Linked DNA regions of Macaca mulatta: region 2 is linked to region 1. Evidence: chromatin contacts called from public Hi-C data. All regions are on one chromosome and are shown on one strand. Each heading gives the region's core, a stretch centred on a gene start, on an enhancer-like site or on the middle of the called end of the contact. The rest is flanking DNA. Distances are from core to core; before and after follow the strand shown.

The links. Hi-C and Micro-C count contacts between places; a contact is called where the count stands out from the background.
Region 2: a Hi-C map of liver shows a contact between it and region 1, with 8 times the contacts expected there. The contact joins the promoter of GEMIN8 here to the promoter of TCEANC in region 1. A contact is called at or near these places in 6 of 14 Hi-C or Micro-C datasets (CD4 T cells, blood, cortical neurons and 3 more).

What each region holds. Positions count from the first base shown.
Region 1 is chrX:13,299,355-13,304,853 of T2T-MMU8v2.0, forward strand. It overlaps TCEANC (transcription elongation factor A N-terminal and central domain containing), which reads left to right and starts at 1,711. Exons shown (of 4, transcript XM_077988142.1): 1 at 1,711-1,830; 2 at 3,917-4,001. The coding sequence starts at 3,979.
Region 2 is chrX:13,664,396-13,670,030 of T2T-MMU8v2.0, forward strand. GEMIN8 (gem nuclear organelle associated protein 8) reads right to left here and starts at 2,245. Exons shown (of 5, transcript NM_001257640.1): 1 at 2,115-2,245.

The sequences.
Region 1 (5,499 bases), core at 461-2,960:
GAAATTTATCAAAGAGAATTCCAGAGTATTGAAGCAGCTGAAAGATGATTTTAAAACAAAGGCCTGAAAACTATGCATGATAAATTATCACAGATGTGAGTACTTTTATAAGTATTCCATTTTTAAATTGCCCAAAAGAACCAACTTTTCAGCAACCTCTTTAGAATCCATTGGCAGCCCTAGATTCATTCCAGATGAACTGGGCCAGAAATTTCTACAGCAAAGGTCAGGGAGGTCCATTCACTGACCTCCCTTCCTTGCTCCTTGGCTATAAATTCTCACTTTTCCATGCCACATTTGAAGTTGAGCCCAATCTCTCTTCCCCACTGCAAGACCCTGTTGCAGTGGTCCCTATGTCTACCTCAATGGTCCTGAATAAAGTCTTCCTTACCATGCTTTAACAAGTGACAAGTGTCATTAAATAATTTTCTTTTCTTTTCTTTTTTTTTTTTTTAGACAAAGTCTTGCTCTGTCGCTAGGCTGGAGTGCAGGGCACGATCTCAGCTCACTGCAACCTCCGCCTCCTGGGTTCAAGCGATTCTCTGCCTCAGCCTCCCAAGTAGCTGGGATTACAGGCACGTGCCACCACGCCCGGCTAATTTTTTGTATTTTTAGTAGAGACGGGGTTTCACCGTGTTAGCCAGGATGGTCTTGAGCTCCTGACCTTGTGATCCGCCTGCCTCAGCCTCCCAAAGTGCTGGGGTTACAGGCGTGAGCCACCACGCCCAGCCAAATAATTTTTTCTTCAACAAGGTATTATATAATTCTTAAGTGAAAATTGCATTACAATTTACAATGGCAAACATTTTAGCCCTGTAATAGACAGCAAGATAAAAGTAACCCCTGACAGCTCTGAGCTGACCCGGCAGTCACAGCTGGGCCTTGGTGCTCCGTGGAACATAAATACTTCACAGAACACCATCAGACGTGACCACTCTTTGACCGGATGGATCAAGACAAAAACAAGACTCCTTTGTAATCACGTGGGAATGCTGAAAAAACATAAACATTGTCCAAACCACAAAAATGACCAAACATCCCCTATCCCAGTTAATGAGTTACTGGTCTTGTCTCCCCTCCTTTTAGGTAAGTTAATGAGTCACTGGTCTTGTCTCCCCTCCTTTTAGGTAAGATTTATTATGATACTTAATCATACAATCGCCCTCCTTTCTGCCAGCACCCAGTCCAGAGTATTGGATTGGATAATCTGCTTCCCTGAACCTTTCCCCAAATTACTTTGGAGTAAGGCATCAGCATAGGAGGCTGTCACATTCGTTCAACCATCACTGTGCTTTTACTGGCCCTTTGCAGGCAAAGAATGAGAATGTGCACAGATGAGAAGTCCAGGATGCACATGACCACTCAATTAACATTTACTACTTTCATATCAACTGTTGCATGCTAGGATGTTAAAAACACTTTTTGAATTAATTACTGCGTTAAATAGATTCACATTTATGTCTACGGTTATGTGAACATCTAGCTGAACACTGTCTTGACTGTCCTGAGTAGAAGCAGAACAGGTAAGTTGTAAAGTACGTCAACAACCTTTGCTGCTAAAAAACGAAAGTGCAGTTTCTTTCTATCGGGCCAGGGGCGGGGCCATAGCTCCTCCTCCAGGAAGCCGCGCGAGCCCAGTCCCACGGCCGCCGCCGTTCGCTCTACGCATGCGCCATTTCCCTAGTGCGCATGCGCCGGGTCCCAGGCCCACGTGCGCCAGCCTGTGGGCTTGGATTGGCTAAGCCTTGAAGTTGTCCCTGTCCCGGTGACCGGAAGTTCTCCGTGGACGCTGGGCGGCTGAAAGCTCCGGAACTGCGCCTGCGCTTTTCAGTGAGTCATGCTTCAGGTTTGCCAGGGCCTGTGTCCCGCAGAAAGGCGAGCCCTTGTTCCCAGCGGAAGCCCACCCCGGCTCGCGGCGGCTTTCCGGTGCGCCCTGGGCGGCGTAGGTCCAAAGGTGCTCTCACCCCCGCCCCTTCCTCTCCGACTGCCGAGGTCGCCAGAGTGGGCTGAACCCTCGGGACTGCAGCTGCTTGTGTGCTGGGTGCTGGGCCGTCATCCCAAGATGATTAGCGGCAGGCTTTGCATGTTGCTCGACCCCACCCACCGGAACTCGAACCCGGGTTAGACCGGGCTGTTGGGCTGGTCTCTTCCTCTCGCTGCACCTTTACTAGGGGTCACCATTAAGGGAAAGGGCCCTAGCGCAGTACTGAGTGGCAGTTAAGTAACCGCTACACCACTGCCAACATTTGGCATCATTTCTCTCCATAGAGGGCGGGGCTCTCTGTGAAGCTGGGGAGCTGTAAGTGGGTTAGGGCTAGAAAGTTACACTTTCTCTTTAGGCTTTAAAGAGATCTAAAGATCTGAACAGATCTAGGTTATTATTGACTTTTTACCAACTTCTGGAAACATTGTTTCCAGAACTTTCCTCTCGTTCTTCTCAGGGTTTAGGCCATTTTTGTGCAGATGTGTGCACCTTGCTTACTATAATATTAGCTAATCTTTGTAAGTTTTTATATGGATCCAATACCATATTTCGTGCCTACTTTTCCTGGCACTGTATAAACTTTTTGGTATAGGTATGCATCTAAGCATTATCCATATTAGCATCAGTTCTAGAACCGTGGTGTCCAATAATGATAGCCATTAGTTACATAAGGCTTGAGCACTTGAAATGTGGCTTGTCCGAATTGAGATGTGCTATAAGTGTAAGACAGTGAAGTTTGGAAAATTAGCATGAAAAAGAATGTAAACTATCTCAATTTGTTTATATTAATCACGTGTTGAGATGACTATTCTGGATATACTGGGTTAAATAAAATGTATAATTTCAATTTTTATTTTTTAACATGACTACTGGAAAATTTTAAATCATATTTGTGGTTTACATGTTATATTTATGTTGCACAGCCCTGCTCTAGAAAAGGGTCAACAAACTATGACCTGCAGCCAAATCTAGCCTGCCTGTTTTTGTAAACAAGTGTTACCAGAACAAGATCATGCCTATCCATTTATGTTATTTTCTGTATCTGCTGTTGCTGCTACAAGAGCAACAGAGTTGAGTAGTCCATAGAGATTGTATGGCCTACAAAGCCTAAAATATGTACCTTCTGATCTTTAACAGAAAAAGTGTGCTGACCCCCTGCTCTAGAACAATGCCTGGTTTGGTAGATATTTTTAAGCCTTTTAATTGTAGACTCACATCCTGTTATTCACACTTACTGTGTGACAGCCATAGTTCAAAGCACTTTATCAAGACTTTCATTTAATTCTCATTAATCCTAGGATGTTGGATTTCTCCCATTTTGTAGATGAGGAAATTGAGGCACAGAATGGTCAGGAAACTTATCCAACTTGCTCAGCACCCCTCATTTCTAGGAACTGGACCTGCTTGACCTTCTTTATGCAAATGTTTTGACCCCCCAACCCCTTTTGATTAGCCCACAGTGGGCACCATGGTTCTGGTGGTGGTGGTTGTTTTGTTTTGTTTTTTTAACAAGATATATTTGAACTAGAATTTTTTGAATTATTTTTTTGAACTAGAATCGAGATGGACTTGGTCTCCTGCGGAAGAAGCCGAGGAGCACTGGGCTTAGGTGCAATGAGTACAAGCAAGCTGGTGTGTAGTGAAAAGAAATGAAGCTCACAAGCAGAGAAGAGAGAGAGCATCCTGTATGCTCATCACTCATTTAACAACAACAAAAATGTGTTAAGTAATAGTAAGCACTGGCTGGGTGTTTGCTAGGTGTGTATAGGTGAATAAAACATGTGGATCTTCTCTTATGGTCTTGTGGGGAAGGCAGTAAAAACGTTTTTTAAATGTGATGAACACCCTGAAAAAAAAACATGCAAATTATTTACTGTTTTTAGCAGGTTTCCTCACCTGTAAGATGAAAATAAGCCATTATCTGTATTTCAGGAATATTGTGAGGATTGAGATGACAGGAGAGTGTATGTCCCAGAGAGTTGCTCAATAAATATATGTTGCCTTCCACTGTGAAGAGGTAAGTGAGGGGGTGAGTATCAGGGATTGTGTACATTATGACATTTAAAATATTACAGTTGTCATGTGTAATTTGTGGAGAAGGTTGTCAGCTGCATTGTTCACAGTAGGTGTTTCAAATCTTTTCTGACTGAATGAGACTCATCTAGAAAAAGCCAAAGTCAGAGTTGTCTGCATTCAGTCCAGGAGCAGAACCAGAGCTGTCTTTGGGGCTGATGGCAGCCTAACTGGGAGGTCCTGCTGGGGTGTGGAGGAGGGTTGTATGCCTGTGTGTGGTTTAAATCAGAGTCACCCTGGAGAGCTGAGCCAGTGTGCAGGCCCTACCCTCAGAGATCCTAATTCATCCTATCTGGAGTGAGGCCCTGCCATTGTTTGTTTTTGTTTTTTGTTGTTTAATTTCCCCCAGATGATTCTAATGTGCAATCAGGGTTAAGAACCACTAATGGTGGGAGATCAGCCAGGCTCAGGATGCTGCTTGAGCAAAGGCACAGAGCTGTGCCCATCAGTGGTTGAGAGTAGTCAAGAGGGAGGCCTGCTACGGCTCTTTTTGCCACTGGCCAAGAAGCTTTGGCTCCATCATGAAAGCAAGGGGAAACCTCTGAAGGGCTTTAAGCAGGAAAATGAGGGAATATCTTGCTGAGATCTGTACTAGAGGATGATCCCTCTAACAAAGTGCCAGACTCACTTTGTGAGTAGAGTGTAGAAGTAGAGTGAAGGCAGTGAAGAAGCAAATTGTAGCTGTCCAGATGATGGAGAGCCCAGATAGGGTTTGGTACCACCCTGTGTGTGTTTTCTCTAGCAGCCAGTGTCTGTCCACGTTGAAATACCACATGTGTTGTAACTGGCCAGTTTCTTGTCAGTATTACTTCCACTAGGCTATCAGCTCCTTCAAGGCAGAGACTGTTTAGGCTCAGCATCTAGCACATACTCTATCCCTAATATATATTTATTGAATGAACTATGTAGAACTAAGCTGGACATATGCCTTACTTTGTCTTTTTATAGCAATTGTCAGAATTTTATATCTCAATGGCTTCCACGTTATACCCTCCTAGGGCAATAAATCCTTTATATCCACATGATGGTCCCACAGAGGACTAGAAAGTTTGACTGGATTTAAATGCTATTAAAAATGTGGAAGGGAATGGAAAACAATATAGTGGGTCCTCAAAAAATTAAAACTAGAATTACCATATAATCCAGCAATTCCATTTTTTAGTATATACTCAGAAGAATTGAAAGCAGGGTCTCAAAGAGAGATTGGTATACCAGTGCTCACAGCAGTGTTATTCACAATAGCCAAAAGCTAGAGGTAACCCAAGTATCCATCGACATTTGAATGGGTAAACAAAATGTGTTATATATAGACAATGGAATATTATTCATTCTTAAAAAGGAAGGAAGTTCTGACACACGCTACAACATAGATGAACCTTGAGGACATTATGCTAAGTGAAATAAGCAAGTCACAAAAAGAGAAATACTGTGTGATTCCACTC
Region 2 (5,635 bases), core at 995-3,494, 370 kb after region 1:
TAGTTAACAATTCTTTTTTTCATACAAATGACATTCCACCCACAGAAGGGCATTGTTTAATTTGTCAGCAAGTGTGATGAATTTGTGAATGGATTTATTTGCAAGTTCTCTGAATCTCCATGTGACTAATATCAGAATCAAAAGTGAAATATGAGGCCAGGAACAAAGTTACCCTCTGACTCAGGAACACAACAAGCAATGGGGTGACTGAGAATGACATAATGATAACACAGTTCAAAAGAAGAAACAGATAAGTTTGTTTCACAGCAAGCATGTCCTTCATAAGCAAAACCTAATGTGACCATAAGGGAATAGGGTTAAATAGGCAGTTACTACAAATTAAGAGCACAACAGCAAAAACCATGGGTAGTTTAAAGTAGTTAAGATCGCTAGTACATTTCAGGAGTCTTATTTCAAATTTACTTTTTTCTATAAACATATTCATGGTAATTCCATGTTAATCTCTCTTTTCTGAATTTACAGGCACTTACTATGCCTCATTCACTTGGGCACTTACTCAATTACCTGTAGGCATGGATTCTACAATCTACTTTTAAGTTTCCTATTTTCCTTCGAGCACAAAAATAAGAGCTAATATTTCACGCTCTTAGATGCTGTTGAAATTGTTGTTGAGCTTGTCTGTTGTTTCTTGATAATGTTCTCTCCTGCTACATCTATTCCCCAAAATCACTGAGGACCTAGTAACTCAAAAACTGACTATAAAGCACCAAATCTTTTCAGGAAGCAAATATTTAAGTACATTATGTTTTCAAGGATCTTTTCAATTCATCTGATATTTGATCAGCTACATTCTTTTTTCACTTGTCCAGCTGTTCCGTGGCTGAATTTCCTCTTGTAGAGAAGTTGTTCAAAAAAAGTTCTGTACCTACTTTGCAAACTCTCCAATTTACACTCTAGCCTTAATTGTTCAAAACTTTCCCCCATCATTCTCATCTCATCCTCTCCTTTAAAAAAACCCCAAAATGATTAATCACCATCTATATAACAGTTTCAGAATGAACATTTCTCTCTGGAACTTTAGTTTGTATACTTCCCCAGTACAGCAATGAACACAGAGGGGATTTATATACCTGTGAACTTGATTTCAGTTATGCTTATTCAAAGTTACTAACCAGCAGTCTTTAAAAATATATGGTTTCTGTTCACACTGAAATTCCAGAGACTGTTATTCTGATAAATTATGCTAGCAAAAATAGTATTTTTAAAAGGTAGCTTTCATCCTACAATTCATGGGAGCTGTGAGCATACATAATCCCAGAAGTGTTGCATTACCAATCTTTAGTCTAGATTTTTCAAGTAATGTTGTTCTGATTTGAGATGAAAAACAGCTGAATGCACAGCCTAGACTGTCAAACGAGTTTAAAAACATCATTCCTGAAAAAAACAAAATTGTTCAGAACCATCTAATCTGTACTAAGGGAACATCAAGATTTCAGAGATAAAATGCACTTCATTGGCCACTGGTTCAACTACAGCTCATTACTGATAAGTGGGCACAGACACAAAGCCCATAAACTGTAGGCGCCAGATGTCTCAAGATAACTCCCACCAAAAGCTCTGACCTCCTGCAGAGGTTAAAGTGCAACAGAAAAGAAAGAAATCTCGAATTTTTGAGCAGACAGGCCAATATCCTAGACATACTCCAAGTATGTGGCTGTCCAGGGCAATTAGATTCAGATACTGGGCTGGATGGGCAAAATCCAAATTCACCTACAGACCTTAACACAGTGGTTCTCGGCACGCCAGAATCACCTGGGCAGCTTTAAAAACCACCGAGGCCAGGGCCCCACTATTAGAGACTCGGATTTGTCTGGGATGGGGGCCCGGGGATCAGAATTGTTAAAGAGTCGTCCAGTGATTCGGAAGCACTGTAGAGCTGAGAGCCTCTGGGACTGGTCCCCTCTCACAATTAACCTGCAATGATTTAGGAATCTCATGGGCCTCTGGCCCCACCTTTTGTCGCGGGGTTAACATAATTATGATAGCAATGTGACGTCCAAGACCTCGGCTCTCTGCGCATAAGAAGCCAGGGCCCGGGGCCTCTAAGCTCCTCCCTCACTTCCCAAAGGAAACCCAGCCGTCCCCGAAGTCACCTCGTGGGCGCGCAGCTTGCGGATCCTGGGCGTTGGCCGAGCAGGGGCCTGGTTTTCCTTGGAGACACAGAGGGGGAATGGGGACACGAGGGGGGCGGCTGTTGCCGGGGCGACTGGAAGCGCGCTTCCGGTGCGGAACACGTGGCGCGGCGCGCCGGAAGTCCCCCCTGCGTCGCGGACGCCACGTTCGCACCGCAGGCGGTGCTGTGCTGGAGGCCGGAAGCTGCCTGCTGGAGGCCGGAAGCTGCCTGCTGATCGGCTACTCCGAGTGGATCGCCTGGGCGGCAGGCGTGGGATGGCGGCGGGTAGCGGGGCTGGAGGGGAGGGTGCTGCACCCGGCAGGGCGCTGGGACCGCCGCGGGCACCCGCGCCGGGGGTCGGACGGTGCTGTCCCACCGGCGGGTGTGTTGCTTCTGCATGGCCTGGGTCTCAAGCCTTTAACTTTTTGTCCTTTCCTCAGCTTTCTTCGTTTTCCTTCCCTTGTCTTTACTTAGCCTTCTCTTTCTTCCTTTCTGTTTTCTTTCTTAACTAAAACAGAGTTTTAGTTTCTTTCTTTAATTTGTCCCAGGGGAAAACGCCCAGGCTTTGAAAATAGATTAACCCAGATCTCAGTTTGAGTGCGATTCCAGTGCTAGGTAAAACCTCCCCAAGCCTCGTGTTTCTCGTCAATAAGATATGCATAACCTAATGCGCAGTGCCTGATGCATTGCAGCAGACAAAACATTAGTACTTACTAATATGTTTGTAATTATAACCACAGCAATACCTGCCCTGTTAACAACACAAGAATCATTAATAAGAACCAAGCATAAACAATTAGAAGTCTTACGTGACATATCATTTCTGGGGCAATTAATCATATTTAATAGTTTCTGGGAATTTATTCCAAGGAAAAACAGGTACGAACCAGGTGTTTATTACAGAATTATTTTAAAAAGTGAAAATTGGAAATGACTTAAATGCCCAACAAGAGAATGGCTAAGTCAATTGGGTGATATTAATGACGTGACATTACTATGTTATTCCTATGGTATAAAAGAATTAAATGGTATAGAAGAATATAAACTTGAACAAATATTTACTGGATGCCTATTATGTGCCAAGTATTCTGTGTTAGCACTGTCCGTTGTAACCCTTACATGTGGCTGTGAGAACCTGAATTGTAGTAGTCTGAACTGAGATAAATTACACTACAGATTTTGAAGAAGAATGAGAAAAAGAATGTAAAATATCTCATTTTCTTTGTAGTGATAACATCTTAGAGAAGGACTATTGAGGTTAAATACTAAAATTTCATCTTTATATTTTTACTTTATTAGTGTGGCTACTAGAACATTTAAAATTATATGTGTGGCATGCTTTGTATTTCTATTGTACCGTGGTATTCTATTTACCAGATACACAGTAGTAAACAATACAGTTTTGGGGCTCATAAAATTAAATCTTTTGTGTAGAACATAGACAATCAGCAGATAAATAGAATTGTATGTTGTGGTGAGTTATATGAAGACAGTATAGCAGGGTAAGGACCAGAAAGTATATGTATATAGAGGGGGATTATTTTAGAAAAGATGATTCCTCCTCCTCAGAAAATGGATATGGGAGGAAATGAGATACCTATGGATAGAAGCAGGAGATGGTAGGAGGGTGATGTCTTGTGGGAAAAGTCAGGTTTGGATTGAGAGAGATAAGTCAGTTGGGGCCTGGTGGAATCTCTACCTGAAGGAAGAAGCCAGCATCTAGAGAGGAAGGAAAGAAAGATGGAGAGGGGTAAGATAGGGAGAAAGAGCTCAGGGGGTTCCTGGGAAAGGCAGAAGGATGCAGGCCTAGAGTGGATATAGTTCAGGTAGAGCAATTCCTGGTTCTATGAATGAAAAAATACAATATATGTGGTATACTATGGCATTAGATAGAATATTAGTTGGCTGCTGTCACAGAGACCCAGAAGAGGAGTGGCTCAAACTGTTGAGAAGTGTATTTCTATCTAATGGCAGTCTGGGTGTAAGGAGTCCAGAGTATGGCAGCTCTACCTGTCTCATAGCTCCACCCTCCCTGGTTTCTTGCCTTGGCCCACATGGTCCAAGATGGTGCACCACTGCACCTTTCAGCCAGTGGGAAAGGGAAAGCCCTTTACCTCTAAGGATTTCTCCACCTTGGCACTATTCACATTTGGATAATTCTGTGTTTTGGGGGTTGTCCTGTGCATTGTAGGAGTTTTAGTAGCATTTCTGGTCTCTACTCACAAGATGCCACTACTGTCTCCCAGTTGTGACAGGCAAAAATGTTCTCAGACATTGCCAGATGTCTCCTGGGCTGGCGTGGGGGGGCAAAGTCACCCCCAGTTGAGAACCACTGCTTTAAGAGTACTACCCAGAGGTGGCCCACAGCACTTCTGATCACTTCCTACTAATGGCCTGAACTTCATTACTTAGCCCTCCTAAGGGTAAAGGAGCTTGGAATTGTCTTTTTCAGATGGCCAAGTGCCCAGCTAAAAGTTGACTAAAGAAGAAAAGAAACTAGCTGATTCTCCCATACCCTTGTTGCTACAGGGAATGGAAATTTTGTAGCTGATTGAGGAGGTAGTCCTGTTCTTTTCATCTTTAAGTCTGAGTTTTAGTCATTACTCACTTTAACTCACTTGCATAAAAATACTGGTGGTGGGGAACACTAAGCACCTAAGGAACAATCCTATTTGAAAAGAATGGGGATTGTTACTCCAGGGGGTTGACCAGGGAGAGAAAGCGAATTTTGAAATGGAGGCTAGAGGAGGTTTGATTTTCACTTGTCGTTTAGCGCCATCTGGTGGATATTTACAAATGGCAATTCCTCGGTATTTTCTTTAATTTTTCTCAGGCATACGCTTCAAATTTTAAATGGATTATGGCAAAACTTTAAAGAATCCTGTCAGATGAGGAACTCTAAACATGATCTCTCACTTTCGGCACTATTGGCATTTTGGGCTGCATAATTCATTGTGGGGGCTATTCTGTGCATTGTAGGATATTTAGAAGCATTCTTGGCCTCTGCCCACTGGATGTCTCTCCCTGCCCCCATTTATGACAACCAAAAATGTTTCCAGCCATTGACAAATGTCCCTAGGGTGAGGGTGTGGGGAATGGCTTCTGGTTGAGAACCACTCCTTCAAACAAGGCATCTAAAATCCTAGTGCCTGTTAAGGCATAGTAGTCCCCTATCAGTGTATCCTGGTGTGTCTGGAAAGGATGGGGAGGCAGTGCTGGGAGAAAACGGCACCAGATGCAGCACGACATGTCCTCTCGTTTACACTTTGGAGATTTTCGCTCCTGTTTATCTCAACCAAGTAGAGATTGAGGGAGAGAAGCCAAAAGGCATGGCTAGAGGATGTAGTTTCTTTAAAGGACCTATGGTAAGGAAATATATAGAGGTTATTACCTAACACAGGAAGTAGCACAGACGAATCTCAAACTCTGGTACTGGGGCCCCAAAGTTCAGGTGTCAGGTGTGAAAATCCTGCCAGCCGTGGGAAGCCATAGCTAATCTCA